Regions from separate parts of the Gossypium hirsutum genome. Here region 1 is linked to region 2. The links are chromatin contacts, called in public Hi-C maps. All regions are on one chromosome and are shown on one strand. Each heading gives the region's core, a stretch centred on a gene start, on an enhancer-like site or on the middle of the called end of the contact. The rest is flanking DNA. Distances are from core to core; before and after follow the strand shown.

Region 1 (6,490 bases), core at 3,284-5,783, 200 kb after region 2:
ATATGTTGATATAGCGCTAATGTGACGCTGACGATCAATAATATAATGACATGTGAGAACATTTCATTTTGACACATGGCAAAATTGATAAGTTTTTATTTTTATTTTTTTACCACATGTCAAAATGTGATACTGTTATGTGTTACCATACTATTAATCAACATATTTTAACGACATTAGTGATGTACCTTAAAAAATCAAATTGATTTATGATTTCCAAATTTAGATATCAATTAGATAATAAAAAAATAGCCCAAATGATTCAATACATTAACCTTTTTTTCTTTTTTCTTTTTAATTTTATGAGATAAACATTAAAATTATACATTAATTATGGTTTAATGTATAATTGTATATATAAATTTTAATTTTATGTAATTTTATATATGAAATTTTAATTTGATCTAATTTTTTTGTAAATTGTTGACATAATTATTAATAAAATATTATTTTATATTTATATATTGCATATATAAATAATTATATTTATGTAATGTAAAAATAAATTTATTTATTTATTTTTTTAATTAAATGATTAAATCAAAATTAAAATTTTAAATATATATTTAAATCACAATTTCCAAGTGTATAATTAGGTGAAATTAAAATTTATATATACAATTCTTCGTTGAATCAAACATCATTTATAATTTTGAGAATTATCCAAATTTTATTTTCAAAGTTTAGGGTATTTAGCCTACCCAACCGCCGTTAAAATCCACCCAGCTCTGCTTCTTTGCCGGACATCCAAATATTCCATTAGGAAAACCACCAAACCGAAATGCCGTGTAGGTGCGGAAGTCATTCGACCATTCGCGACGACCAGACGGGCGACCTCGTCTGCTCCAAATGCTACACCATCCTCGATTTCGACAACTACGAAGCCCAAATCGGCGGCATCACCGGTCCCACAGGCACCAATATCCACATCGGCTACGCAGGTACCGGTTCTCTCTTCTCTTACAAAGACAGGAAAATCTACCAAGCCAAAACCTTAATCCACGAATTCGCCTTGAGGCTTGACATAACTTATTCTGAAAGCGACATTACTTCTATGATCGATGAGATCACCGATGGGGAATTCGGTGAAGGCGATTGGTTTAATGTTCTAATCGGTGCTTGTTCTTATGTTGTTATGAGGGGAGATAAGAAGTTTTTTCCCGCCGCCGAGGTTGCCAAGGCTGTTGGTTGTGATATTTATGAATTAGGTAGGATGATTGCTCGTGTCGTTAAGTTTCTGAAATTGAGTTTGCCTGAGATTAGTATCGCCGGTTTGTTTGAAAGAGAATTCAATAATTATATGAATAGGAAAAATGTGGCTGAGGATAAGAAAGAGATGATGATGAAACAAGGGATTTTTTTGGTCAATTGTGCTGTCAAGTGGTCTTTGACCACAGGAAGGAGGCCTTTGCCGGTGGTGGCAGCAGTGATGGCGTTTGTTGCCGAGTTGAATGCGGTGGATGGTTTGAAGATCGAGGACGTGGCAGAGCATGTTCATGCCGTGGTGTCTACTTGTAAGTTGAGGTATAAGGAGCTCTTGGCCGCACTTGTCAGGGTTGCTCAAGTGTTGCCATGGGGTAAAGATATTTCAGTGAAAAATGTGGTCAAGTATGCACCATTTTTTATTCAGTATATGGAGCTAAAGTCGATGGAAGTGCCTGGAGGAGGAGGTGAGAGGGTTGAGCCTTTTGATATGGAAGATGTGATTAGTGAGTGTTTGCAAAAAGTTGCTGCATATGGGAATGATGAGAACCTTTCAAATGGTGATTCTCAATATTTTTGAGGTAAGGAATAGATGTGATTTTCCTACATTATCTAGTGATAATGATGGAAATAACCTTAAGCTTTCACATGAATGCTTGTCCTTGATTTATTCAACGTTTTCAAACGAGGTTGATGCTGAGAAGTTGAATGGACAAAGTGGACAGATTCATGTGCGAAAGAGAAGGGGGCTCGAGCCATATACATGTCAGGATTGGTGGAGTGGGAAATCAGAATTAAGTAAAAAGCTTCTTCTAAAGCAAATTTTGGAAAAAGAAGTAGGTTTTGATATGATGCCACCGTCTTTTATTGCCGGTTGCAAGGCAAATGAGAGGAGAAGGCAAAAGATTAAAGCCGCTAAGGTGCGAATCAATAAGATAGTGGATCCATCCTCTGCTGGTTCAGATGGTAGTGACAATCTTAACTCTTCAGAAGTTGCTTGTGGTGGGAAGAAGAGAAAGAGAAGACAAGCCAGTGAAATTGATTGGGAAGATTTTGTTATTGAAGCCCTCCTTTTGCATCGGGTTAAAGAAGAAGATATCGAGAAAGGGCATTATCGAGCTTTGCTAGGTTTGTATGTCTTTAACTCTGGGACGATATGAGAGCTTTTAGTCCAGAAGACATGTCTGAGAATCTTGCTTCTTCCTTGGACTAACTGGATTTTTGTATAGATTGTTTTGTCCACATCTGTATTTTTAGCTTTTTACAGCAACGTGAAACTTTTTGATGGAGGTACTATTGATAAAAATAGAAGGGAAATTTTGGGGCATATCTTGAATTTTAACTCTTTAACTGGGAAGAAATCCAGTCACTTATTTCCATTTTTAGTGTACCTTTTACTTTGTTTACAGTATTTCTAATAGGGAAATTTGGTATTTAGATCTTTCAAAAATAATTTAAGAGGTAAAGTTTCAACTGTAAAATTAGAAGTCATTTTTTATGCTTGTAGGAAGTACTTTGTGATAGCAAAGTGATAACCAACAGAAACTTCACCAACTAGACAATGGTCCAATATTATTATAAATAGTAATTCACCATGGTAATCAATTAAAAATAAACTTCTCAAACTACAAAATCTTCCAAGACATAAGGGACCACAAAAGTAAACATAAAGTGCTCAAAATCTGATGGATGCTATCCATCTAACACGACAAGTAATCAACCTAAAAGGCCTTTTACCCTACCATCACCAATTATGGACTACTACATAAACAAGTTGGGTTTGGAAGCCTTGTATGTTGTCTTAAGCTTCCTAGTAGGTGGCCTGACCTTCTTGAATACCAGTGGGAATTTGATCTTGGAGTTGTGAAATTGCTTGGTGCTGTCCCTCTTGCAAAGTTTTGCTGGGATAGTAGCTGTCTTGATGATTTGAATGCATGGAAACCTCACCCTGTGACGAGATGCCATCTCAGCGTACATCTGTTCAACTGCACCATTGAGAGTTGTGTCCCGGTATTCCTTGTACATGTTGTGATAACCAGTTCGACTTTGATATCGGAGCCAAATGCCGTAGTTCTTGATCTTGGTAGGGTTTTTCTCAAAAATCTACAATATAAAACATAGCATGAGAAAATATCAATATCTGTTAAATCACTAGATGTGATTCAAAATAACACTCAAGCATCTGGCTCAATGATCATAGCACAAATGTGATCCTGTTCCACCAAGAGGAAAACAAGAAGAATGCTAACTTATGATCACCAATCAAGTTTATATATATTTAGACAAGCAACCTTCATAACAATGGAACACAACTGAGCCACCCCCAGTGCACAAATGTAATGTATAAAACATTATTTTCTTCCCTGTACTCAACTGTCAACGCAGGTATATATGCATGTATGTTGTCTCCTACACAGGTATATATCAGCAGTGGTACTTGATTCTGTCCAATTAATGACCAAAGAGACAAAACTCAGCTGAATAACAAACTGCCACCTTCATTAGCAGAGTGCTTCCTTTAGATCTAAGTAAACAGATTGGTACATACATTTTTTAGATAGAATGTTGGATTCCGACTTCAAGCCCGAGCAGAAATTCACATATTTCTTTCGAAGACTATCGCTTATCCAACATGTAAATGTCACACTAAATAAAGCAACCAACTTAACTCGAGCAGCTAAAAATTCAAACTACATCCAACATACAAATGAAACACCATTTCACTTATAGGGTTTAAAACTTTCAAAAGAGATCTAAAGGACAATAAATGGTCAATACCTCATTGATTGCTAAAACTTGTCCATTGCTTTTCTTCACCTTCTTCAGCTTCCTCAGAAAATACCTAAATTTTAAAAAAAAATCAAATAAAGGGTAAAAAATAAACAAGAATAACAAATCTGATCAGCAAAATGTAATTTTACAGACCAAAACTTGGATTTGGCACGGACTTCATTGGTGGCCCAAAGCTTCATTCTGTAGATCTTAGGATGCTGATCTGCTTCTGTTGGGAGACCTCGCCCCACCACTTGGTACTGATGAAACTATGTTTTGTTTTTTCCAAATAAAAATCAAGACAAAAAATCCCATTACAGCTTTATAAAAAAAACACAAATAATGGAAATGGGTATCGATTGGTAACTTACCCTGAAAGCAACCATTTTTGTAATAAAGAAGAAGATAAGCTGCCGCTCACTGCTATGGCCCGTTCCCTGGTTTCTCCCTGTACTCTTATGGCAGCGCAGTGGTAGGGATAAAAAACCCTACCTATTCTTTCTCTATTGGCTTTTTGTGGGCTTACGAGAGTGTTGAGTGACTTGGGGGTGGAGCTGAAATCCTAGGCCCATTTAAGCCCACAAAAAGTAGGATTTGAAGCCTTTGGTTTTTGAAGTTCAAATATTTTTCTCTTTATTTCGGAAAAATATAAAAAGCACTCGCATAATTATATTTACTATTTTTTAAAATGATTTTTTAATTATTTTTAATTGAATTGGTGATTATTCACTCTTAATCAAAGAAGTTAATTCTGTATGATTTGAAACGTCTTGTTCTGGTAATAAATTGAAATAACAAAATTTAATTTCTGTTCTAATTTAAATTTCAGTCTGTTGTATCGGTGTATTTTGATTTGTACCAGTACATACTAACTCATATTGATTGGTATAAGATTTTAATATTTTAAATTTTAAAAATATCTAAAAGTATTGATATATTCAAAATGGTACAACAAAGCATACTAGTATCCGTATGTACCAATATAAAAACAACTGTACATCCACTAATACAATACTGATTATCTTACCTATAATATCAATTCAAAAGTTTAAATATATTATAAATATATATGATTAAAAATAGTTTAAATATAATATAATATGTGACATAATATGATATTGCAGTATAAATGTGCTAAAATTTATATAAAATCATTTATTAAATTATTTCAGGGTTAAATTATCAAATTTTATATAGAATTAATACTACTTTAAAAATAATTATTACACATAATAAAAATCTCATTCGCCATTGTTATAATAAAACCTACTAAATGACCAAAGCACATGTGCAATTATTAACACGATTAGTATGAATAAAAATACGGTTCAATTAATAATTTTATAATAATATTTTCATAAAAAATATAAATAAATTTAACATTAATGATATATTTGGAAATAATCTAGAAATGAGTGGAAATTGTAGATATTAGGGTTGTAATTCCAAGTTTTTATGATTATAAAGATTTTTAATTTTCCATTATGTGTTTGGCTAATAAAATATATATTTTTTGATATAAGTGTATTTTTTTTCTATGCTAACAGCCTATATTTATACTAACATCCACTTCAATTCAATATATATTTAACACGTCATGATTTAATACTTATTAACCAAATCGAATAAAATGACGGATATTCAGATCAATTTACCTTTACACCAAATACGCACTAAAGTGCTAATTAGGCATAAATACACCAATTCCACTTACCACACTTGAATACGCTTGTACCCTTAGGGTATTTGAGCAGATGATATGTTTTCGACCCCTAGAGTATTAGAGAATTGTCTCATATGTACACACATAGGGCTAAATCTCCCACCTATCAAAACAGACCCTATGGCATGCCAACTATATCTGTGACTCTATTCGACAACGTTAATAAGGCAATTATCATTGTTATTAATCATATTTCATCAACAAGCATAAATACATGTATTCAACCAACCAAATGATCACTACTCACATAATCATGTAAATACGTACCTTTCGAGTATTTTACATTATTAATGTGAAATGTGCCTTGCATTTATCAAACACGTTGTATGCACTTAAGATGAGAAATCGAAAAGGAGAAAAAAGCCATGCGACGCCCTTGGTAGCCAAGCAAGGTTGCGATGTCATGACGAGTAGGTAGGCCATGTCACAACGAGGCGATGTTTTTTGCTCAAATACAACCACGTTTTTTTACTCTCAATATGACTTATTCTCCCAATCAAACTCTATTTCCTATAAGAACATTTTAGTTATATTGGACCCATGTCCCAATACTATTTAAAGGACCTTTTGAACCCTGTTTAGTAGAATCAGACTTGCATTATATATCTCTTGTGTGAGATTTGTTAAAGAGTTTTTAGGGAGAGCTTTTGTAGTTAGCATATTTAGTTTTTTTTAGGGATTTGTTCTTTGTGTTCGGGTTGAATACTTTCCATCGTTATAGTTTTTATTTGCTGCTTAGTGAAAAGCTGAAGCCTCATTTGCCCATGGTTTTTTATCCCTCGGCGAGGGTTT
Region 2 (7,026 bases), core at 2,722-5,221:
AAGGGCAGAGATTTCAGTCTCAGGTTCGGTCAGAAATTTTAGAGCATCTTAATAAACAGAAGTATGATTGTTTTCTATTTTTGTAATATAAAAGTACCTCTGTTTCTCTCTTTTTACAGATTTCTTCACTAATGGAGGAGAATAACCTGCTCAATAAAACACATCAGGATACAAAGAACGAACTTCAATCTGCAATATTACAGCTTCAAGAGCAATTGGAAAATGAAAAAGAAAAAGAACAATCTCTGATATCAGAGCTTAAAAATCTCAAGGATGAGATCACAGAGAGTTCCGGGACGCAAACTCGTGCCAAAGAACTTGAAGAACAGTTGGTGAAACTTGAAACTCAATTAAAACAAGAGGTATAGTACTCTGTTAATAAATAAGGAAAATGACTTCAGTTCTTTTCCGAATTATTGGCAAATGATTAGTTCTTAACTAATTGGCTTGTCACTTGTAGGTTCAAATAGCTACCCAAAGTCAGGCTGACCATGCACAAGATCTAGGCGATAGAGATGCTATCGATAAACAAGTGTGTCAATTTTAAAGAGATTAAGATTTCTCATCATTGTGATGTTTGAAATTATCAGTACTGAAGAATCGGAACTAACTGTCTGTTCTTTGTTGAATGTCAAACAATCAGAAAGAGGCGGAACGAGAAGCTGCTTTAAACTGCTGCCTTGAAGAGCTAGAAGCAAAAAATAATGAAACATTACTACTTGGAAAGAAGGTCAAAGAGTTGGAAGATAAACTGCAAGTAGCTGTGAAGGTCAGTTCATATTTTAATCTCCTCTCTGCTCTTATAGTCCGGTTCTTTCATGCACACTTTGGCTGAAGCCGTGAAAGAAAAGCTACGAAAATTGGTGGCTACTTGTAAATTCTTCTGAGTAGAAGTATATAACACTATTCAAGATCATTTTGGCTACATTTTTCTTGTGAAAATCTGAAAGTTGTTGCTTACCCCTAAATCATGTGTTAAATCATGTGTTTGCAGGGTGGTGGAAGTTCAGCCGAATTGAAGGATGGAGTAGAGGTGAAGTCCAGAGATATTGATGGATTAACATTTTCAGCATCATCAAAACGGAAGAGCAAGAAAAAGTTGGAAGCAGCTTCAGTGCAAGCTGCATCCTCTTCATCAACTCCTACCCACCACGAGGTTGCTTCGCCCTTGACCACCTTAAAGTTCATTTTGGGTATAGCTTTTGTGTCCGTAATCATCGGTGTTATTCTAGGAAAGCGTTATTAGTGTAAGTTTTTCGTGTTTATTGGTTTTTCTTTGCAGCTTGCGTCTAAACATATAAGCTATGCAGAGCAGAATGAAAAGCTTAATTTTGTGTATGCTTTTCTTAGCTTAGTTAGATTTAGGAAGTTGACTAAAGAACTTGTTTCATTCCTTCCCTTGCTTGTTTGTCATAAATGGTTGGTTATATACATATGTATATATACAAGCCATCATTCAACGTACATGCTGCAAATTGCGTTTTATATTCTGGTTTATCTCCTTCCTTAGAGGAGAAATGCCAACGAGACTTCTCTTGCATGTAACCTCGTAATCCTCATCCAAAAGCTTTCACTTTCTCTGGGAGGAAGAGTAGAGCAGGAAATTAGTGTGTTTTAAATGTCATAAAATTTGATACAATAGTTAAATATTATATGATTAGACATCGATAATTATTATATGTATTGATACATTTGTTAGAAATTAGTGAATTAATAGTTGATGCACTATGTTCCATTCATTTTTATACAAAATGTATTATCCTTCGAACTATTTTTGAACTAACAAGTGTATCGAATAATTATCTTACATAAACATATTGTATCGCATGCGAGGTTGTGAATTGAACTTGTAGCAAAAGAACTTTCCACCATGAACCAACGACAAAGAGCTACTATAACAACGCTTTTCAAAGAAAAAAAATTTGGGTAAAAAACATGTCTGAAAAACTCAAAAGTATATTGTGTAGCAATACTTTTGTCTCAGAAGTGTTTTCACTGGCCCTAAAACAATTGGTTACCGGTTAAGGAAAAACATCTAACGTTTCTTCTGAGTTTTCTAAGGTTCCTTAGAGTTTTCTCCGCCTAAATGGCATAGTTGACTCGATTATCCATCCACTCACTGATCTTCACTCACTCCCAATCCTTAGAAGTAAGAAACAATGATAGGGATTCTTCCAACAACGACGAGAATCTCCAGTACTTGATCAACCAAAATGACACCAAAAAATGCAGCACTGAAACGCACCATCATCAATGCAAACACAAGACGAGCCAAAGCACCAAGATCTATGGTCGCTTAAGAAACTTATGCACTGTCACTAGAATAGCAACACTCCCAAATCCAAAAACGAAACCAACCCTAAAATAGTCTATTTAGCAATTTCACACAAATAGAGCAAAACCATGAACAGTGTAAAACCATATCATTGTCATCGGATCACCAGTCAAATATCCTACAGAAAGAGAGAATTCTAAGTGCACCATAAAACTGCAAAGTGAATCCCACAAGTCCAATTCTTCATTTTTCCTATAGTGTGCATCAAAATGCCTAACATATCAGACAAACTTGAAAACATAGAGTGAGCTAATGTCAGTCACATGTCCGCATTCAACGCTCATTTACCTAGTCCAGGTAGAACAAGAATCAAATGATTACTTTGAACCCCAAGGAACAAACAAGGATGAACAAATCCAAACCCCGACTTCTAAACCATAACATAGAACAGCAGAGTATATTTTTATACTAAACAATTGGTAACGAATTTCCAAATTTCAAAAACAGGCTTGATAATTCTAATGCTTTATTGTTACAATTAACAACTACAAGCTTAATTTCTAGACCAATGCGAATTTTAAGATCAATAGTAAAAGCCAAACCAACAAACAAATAGACAAATAGTCACCCATTAGATGACAAGTAAATGGTTGATGAAGAACTGAATTGAAATTAAGCTTTAAAATCCAAGAAATTTCAATCCAAAACTCCATCTTGAAGCTGAAGCATACCCATTTCTCAGGCAGGAGAAACAACTCCATGCAGCAACCATAATACCAAAAAAATGGCAAAACATTGGAACATTTTATAACTAAAAGATTCTATTTTTGAGAGATAAAAAAACATAAATGTCTAAGAGAAATGAGTAAGCAACATAGCATCATATAACAACAAAAGAGCACATAAAAATATCCCATCGGAACAGATTCAAAATCCGTCCTTAAAATTCAAAATGCTTGAAACACTAGATCCAAATTCAAACTTTTTTTTCTCAAAAAAAGATACTATAATAAAGGTAAATACCCTCAAAACCTAAGCTTAGTAAAGAACCACCTGTTCTTTCCAGTCTTGAACCTCTCTTCGAACCTCTCCTTGGTCGCCTTGCAAGCCGCCACTTTCTTGTCCTTGGTCTGAAGTGCATCGACGGTAACCACGTCTTTCAAGTCTACGTCGAGGGTGTAGCGGGTGGGCATCAGGTGCTGGTAGTTGACGAGCTTGACGAAGCACTTGACGCGCGATTTCTTTGCTGTTTTCTTGGCGGAATCCTTGCGGATGACCTTGCTCGGGTACTTCTTTATCCCTGCAACCAAACAGTGGCCATAGGGGCGGTCACGTGTTCCATCGTCGAAGGATCTAACGATCACCGCTTTGCGCCCAGCATATCGGCCTTGGAGGACAATCACGGCCTTGTTGGATTTCAGAAACTTCACCATGGCGGCGACGACGGCAGTAGCTCCGGTTCTCTCCACGCAAAAGCCCTTACTTAAGAATGGAGGACAAATCAGAATGAGGTATATATGGTATGAATTAGTGAAACCCTAGCATTTTTAGAATCTTGCTGGATTTCAGTGGGCTTGAACCTGGGTGAAGTAGAAACTGGACTACTCCAATTCAGAGACTTGGTGGGTTTCTGTATTGGTCGGACTGGGTTAGATCACCATGGTTTTTTGTTTTTTATTTTTTTTATTTTCAGGCTCATATTACTTGGTTGGATCAGTTTTACTGTTTAAATAATAATTAAATATTAAATTTTTACTTTTAAACTAACATATTTATTTAAATTTAATTTAAATAAATATATTTTAATTATTTAATTTCAATTCAAACTCAATTAATGAGTTCCAGCTTGATTTTTAGGCTAAATAGGTATACTGATTTTTTTAATTGACCAAATAGTTTTTTTTTAATATTTAGGAAAGTAAACAGATTTTAGAGAGAGTGTGTAAAAGTACACCCAGCTGGAAGCGCTTTCACACTTTCTCTCCTTGGCCATTGATTTTTTTAGGGTTTTTTAGGTTTAAGATTTTTTTATTTAGGAATTAGGGTTTTTATTGGTTTAAAGTTTTGAGAGTGAGATCTTGAAATTTATAGGTAGATTAAAGAGGACAGGGATGCGGTAACATGTCTCAGAACATATACATTTCATATGTCATGCCAGGATAGGACAATTACATCATAAACTCATCTTATAGAAGTCAAGTTTCAGGGTGATAGTGCTTGATACGGTTACGAGTTAAAGTGTAAATGAAGGTCCTAGTCAACTGTTGTTATGCAGTCCAGGTTCGAGTATAACTGGGGGCCAATTAACGGTCATTATGCAGTTATGAGTTCAACCTTTTTGGATACCCGCAAATAAAGCTTTATATATACCATACATAAGATTAAGATCATAATCATAGGGAAAAATAAAGATGCAACTGAGGAAGAAGATTCAAGCGCGGACGAAAGGGCAACGGAGGTTGTTCACGAATCTGAATCTGACCTCAATCCAATTTGGCAGTCCAAGCTGGATGGTTCAGAAGTAGCAATTTTGTTGAACCAGAGTAAGTTTTAACTGAGCCAAAACCCTGTGCATTTTACGATGACGGTTTGGACAATGCTCCGGATCCAAATATGTGATTCAAGGCATATAAACCTTCGACCCATACGCAAAACGTCAACCTATCAGCTGAGGGTGATTTAGAGTTCCCGTAACTCCCACATAGAATACCTAGCCATGCAAGTTCATCGTCAAATGTTTGGGTATTAGAAGTTGGCATAGAGTATTGCAACAAAGATGTTTTTCTTGCTGTATCGAAGCAGTACAGCTTCAAAAACAGCATGAACTACCATGTCACAAAATCTCGTTCAAAGAAATTCGAGGGAAAGTGCGCAATGCGCAATGAGAGGTGCCAATGGAAAATCATGGCATCTTTTCGGAAGAAGACAAGCTTGTAGATAATAAAAAAAGTATATCAGTCCACATACTTGTGTTGTAGCAGGTGCGCGATGCGATCACCCAATATTTCTATGTGATTTGACAAGGGTTTTTATTTTTTCCAATAACATAACTTTGACTCGTACTTTGCAGGTGTAACTTAAGATCATCCAAGGCTAGACTCCAACATGATATCTGACATAATTCTCCATATGGTGAAAGCGTATCCCAAGATTTTCGTACTGATAATGATTGCCAACATTCATAATCAGTACAATTATACGCCATCATACTATAATGCATAGGTCGCAAAACAAAAGGCTATGGATAACTTGCATCATGGGTGGGACAGGTTACATAACGATTTGTGGCAATGGTGTCAGGTACTGGATCGGTATGTACCAGGTTCTATCATTGATCTAGAAACACACGCAGTGTACTTCTACGACTGTCTCGTCCTTGGGAAAAGAGTTTTCCATCGATTGTTTTGGACTTTCTGTAACACCCTATACTATGTTCGACTCAAGGAACCTGATATAGGAATATTACATTTGGTGCCAAAGTAATTCTTGGCTAATCACTAATATATTAGAACATAAAAAAGGACACTTGGAATACACTTTGTAACACCCCTATCCCGTAACCGTCGCCGGAATAGGTAAGGGGCATTACCGGACTTGTAACTCATGTCAGAACAGTAAAATTTTGAACTTTTTCTTGAAATAAAGATCATTCATTTAAATAAGTACTAAGCACAGCCATGGATAAAATTTAAACTTCTCTAAGTAAACATTCAAAAGATGCCATTTTCGCATGGCTTATATACATTAACCAAAATATTCTTCCGCCACTAGTCTATTCTATACATGCCATAAGATAATCCAAAACATAGCAGTACCAAGCAGTGGATAGTAATAGTGTGACAAGTTGCTGACGATCCCCGAGCAAAAGGCCAAATTCAACAATCTATAAAACAGAGAAACATAACAACAGAGTAAGCTTTCATAAGCTTAGTAAGTTTTAAGCAAATTTAAAAAAAAACTCTTGAACTCAAATATAACCAATTTGTTTATTTGATTCATATATATAACATTTCATTTCATATCTATAGTTACCCTCATCGGTCAAGTCAAAATGTATATCTCCCAATATCCTATAATATTTCTCCATAACTGTATACCCACATATTCATATGGCATTTTCATATTTGCTTTCCACTTTACAATCATGATTTAATTCTGATGGGTCTAACATGTACAAGTATTTATCATATACCTGACCAACCAAATTAAAGTCGATCTTACGAATTCTCATATAACCTCTTTCTAGGTATACTGCCCTTTTGGCCGAATATACACAATTACGTAATATACACAATAAGCAGATAAATTCTCACTTGATAGTGATCTCTTATAAACATAGGTACATTACATATTTTCACCTAACTTTTCACATTGACCAAATGCGCAATAATCATAGAAACAGTCTTATTGTTTTACTCACATATGCATCACATAACAACCTTGTGATTTAATTCAAATCAAGCTTAAATATAAGCTCAGAATACATACCTGTCCAACTTAACGCATTTAACGTATTTATTAACAATTGTTACTGTGAAGTCATATAATCTTACGCTTTACTCGAATCATCAGCGAGACCTTTAGCTCGGATAATCCCCACACGTGGTCATCGGGTCTTACCTGGACATAATCTCCACACGTAGTCATCGGGTCCTACCAGGAATATATTTCCAAGTTTCATGTACATTTAATCCCATGTTACAACATTCACATCGACTATCATATTTGTAATTCATTTGCCTTATCAAATA

The links. Hi-C and Micro-C count contacts between places; a contact is called where the count stands out from the background.
Region 1: a contact with region 2 is called in a Hi-C map of hypocotyl, with 4 times the contacts expected there. The contact joins the promoter of LOC107924556 here to the promoter of LOC107923813 in region 2. A contact is called at or near these places in 4 of 34 Hi-C or Micro-C datasets (hypocotyl, leaf and petal).

Annotation. Positions count from the first base shown.
Region 1 is chrA11:20,782,248-20,788,737 of Gossypium_hirsutum_v2.1, forward strand. LOC107924556 (60S ribosomal protein L18a) reads right to left here and starts at 4,534. Exons shown (of 4, transcript XM_016855064.2): 1 at 4,347-4,534; 2 at 4,129-4,244; 3 at 3,982-4,045; 4 at 2,750-3,306. The coding sequence starts at 4,361. The coding sequence ends at 2,965. It also overlaps the pseudogene LOC107923438.
Region 2 is chrA11:20,583,056-20,590,081 of Gossypium_hirsutum_v2.1, forward strand. LOC107923813 (60S ribosomal protein L27-3) reads right to left here and starts at 3,972. Exons shown (of 1, transcript XM_016853962.2): 1 at 3,142-3,972. The coding sequence starts at 3,708. The coding sequence ends at 3,301. LOC107923812 (myosin-11) reads left to right here. Exons shown (of 7, transcript XM_016853960.2): 3 at 1-23; 4 at 120-362; 5 at 461-532; 6 at 644-769; 7 at 995-1,652. The coding sequence ends at 1,246.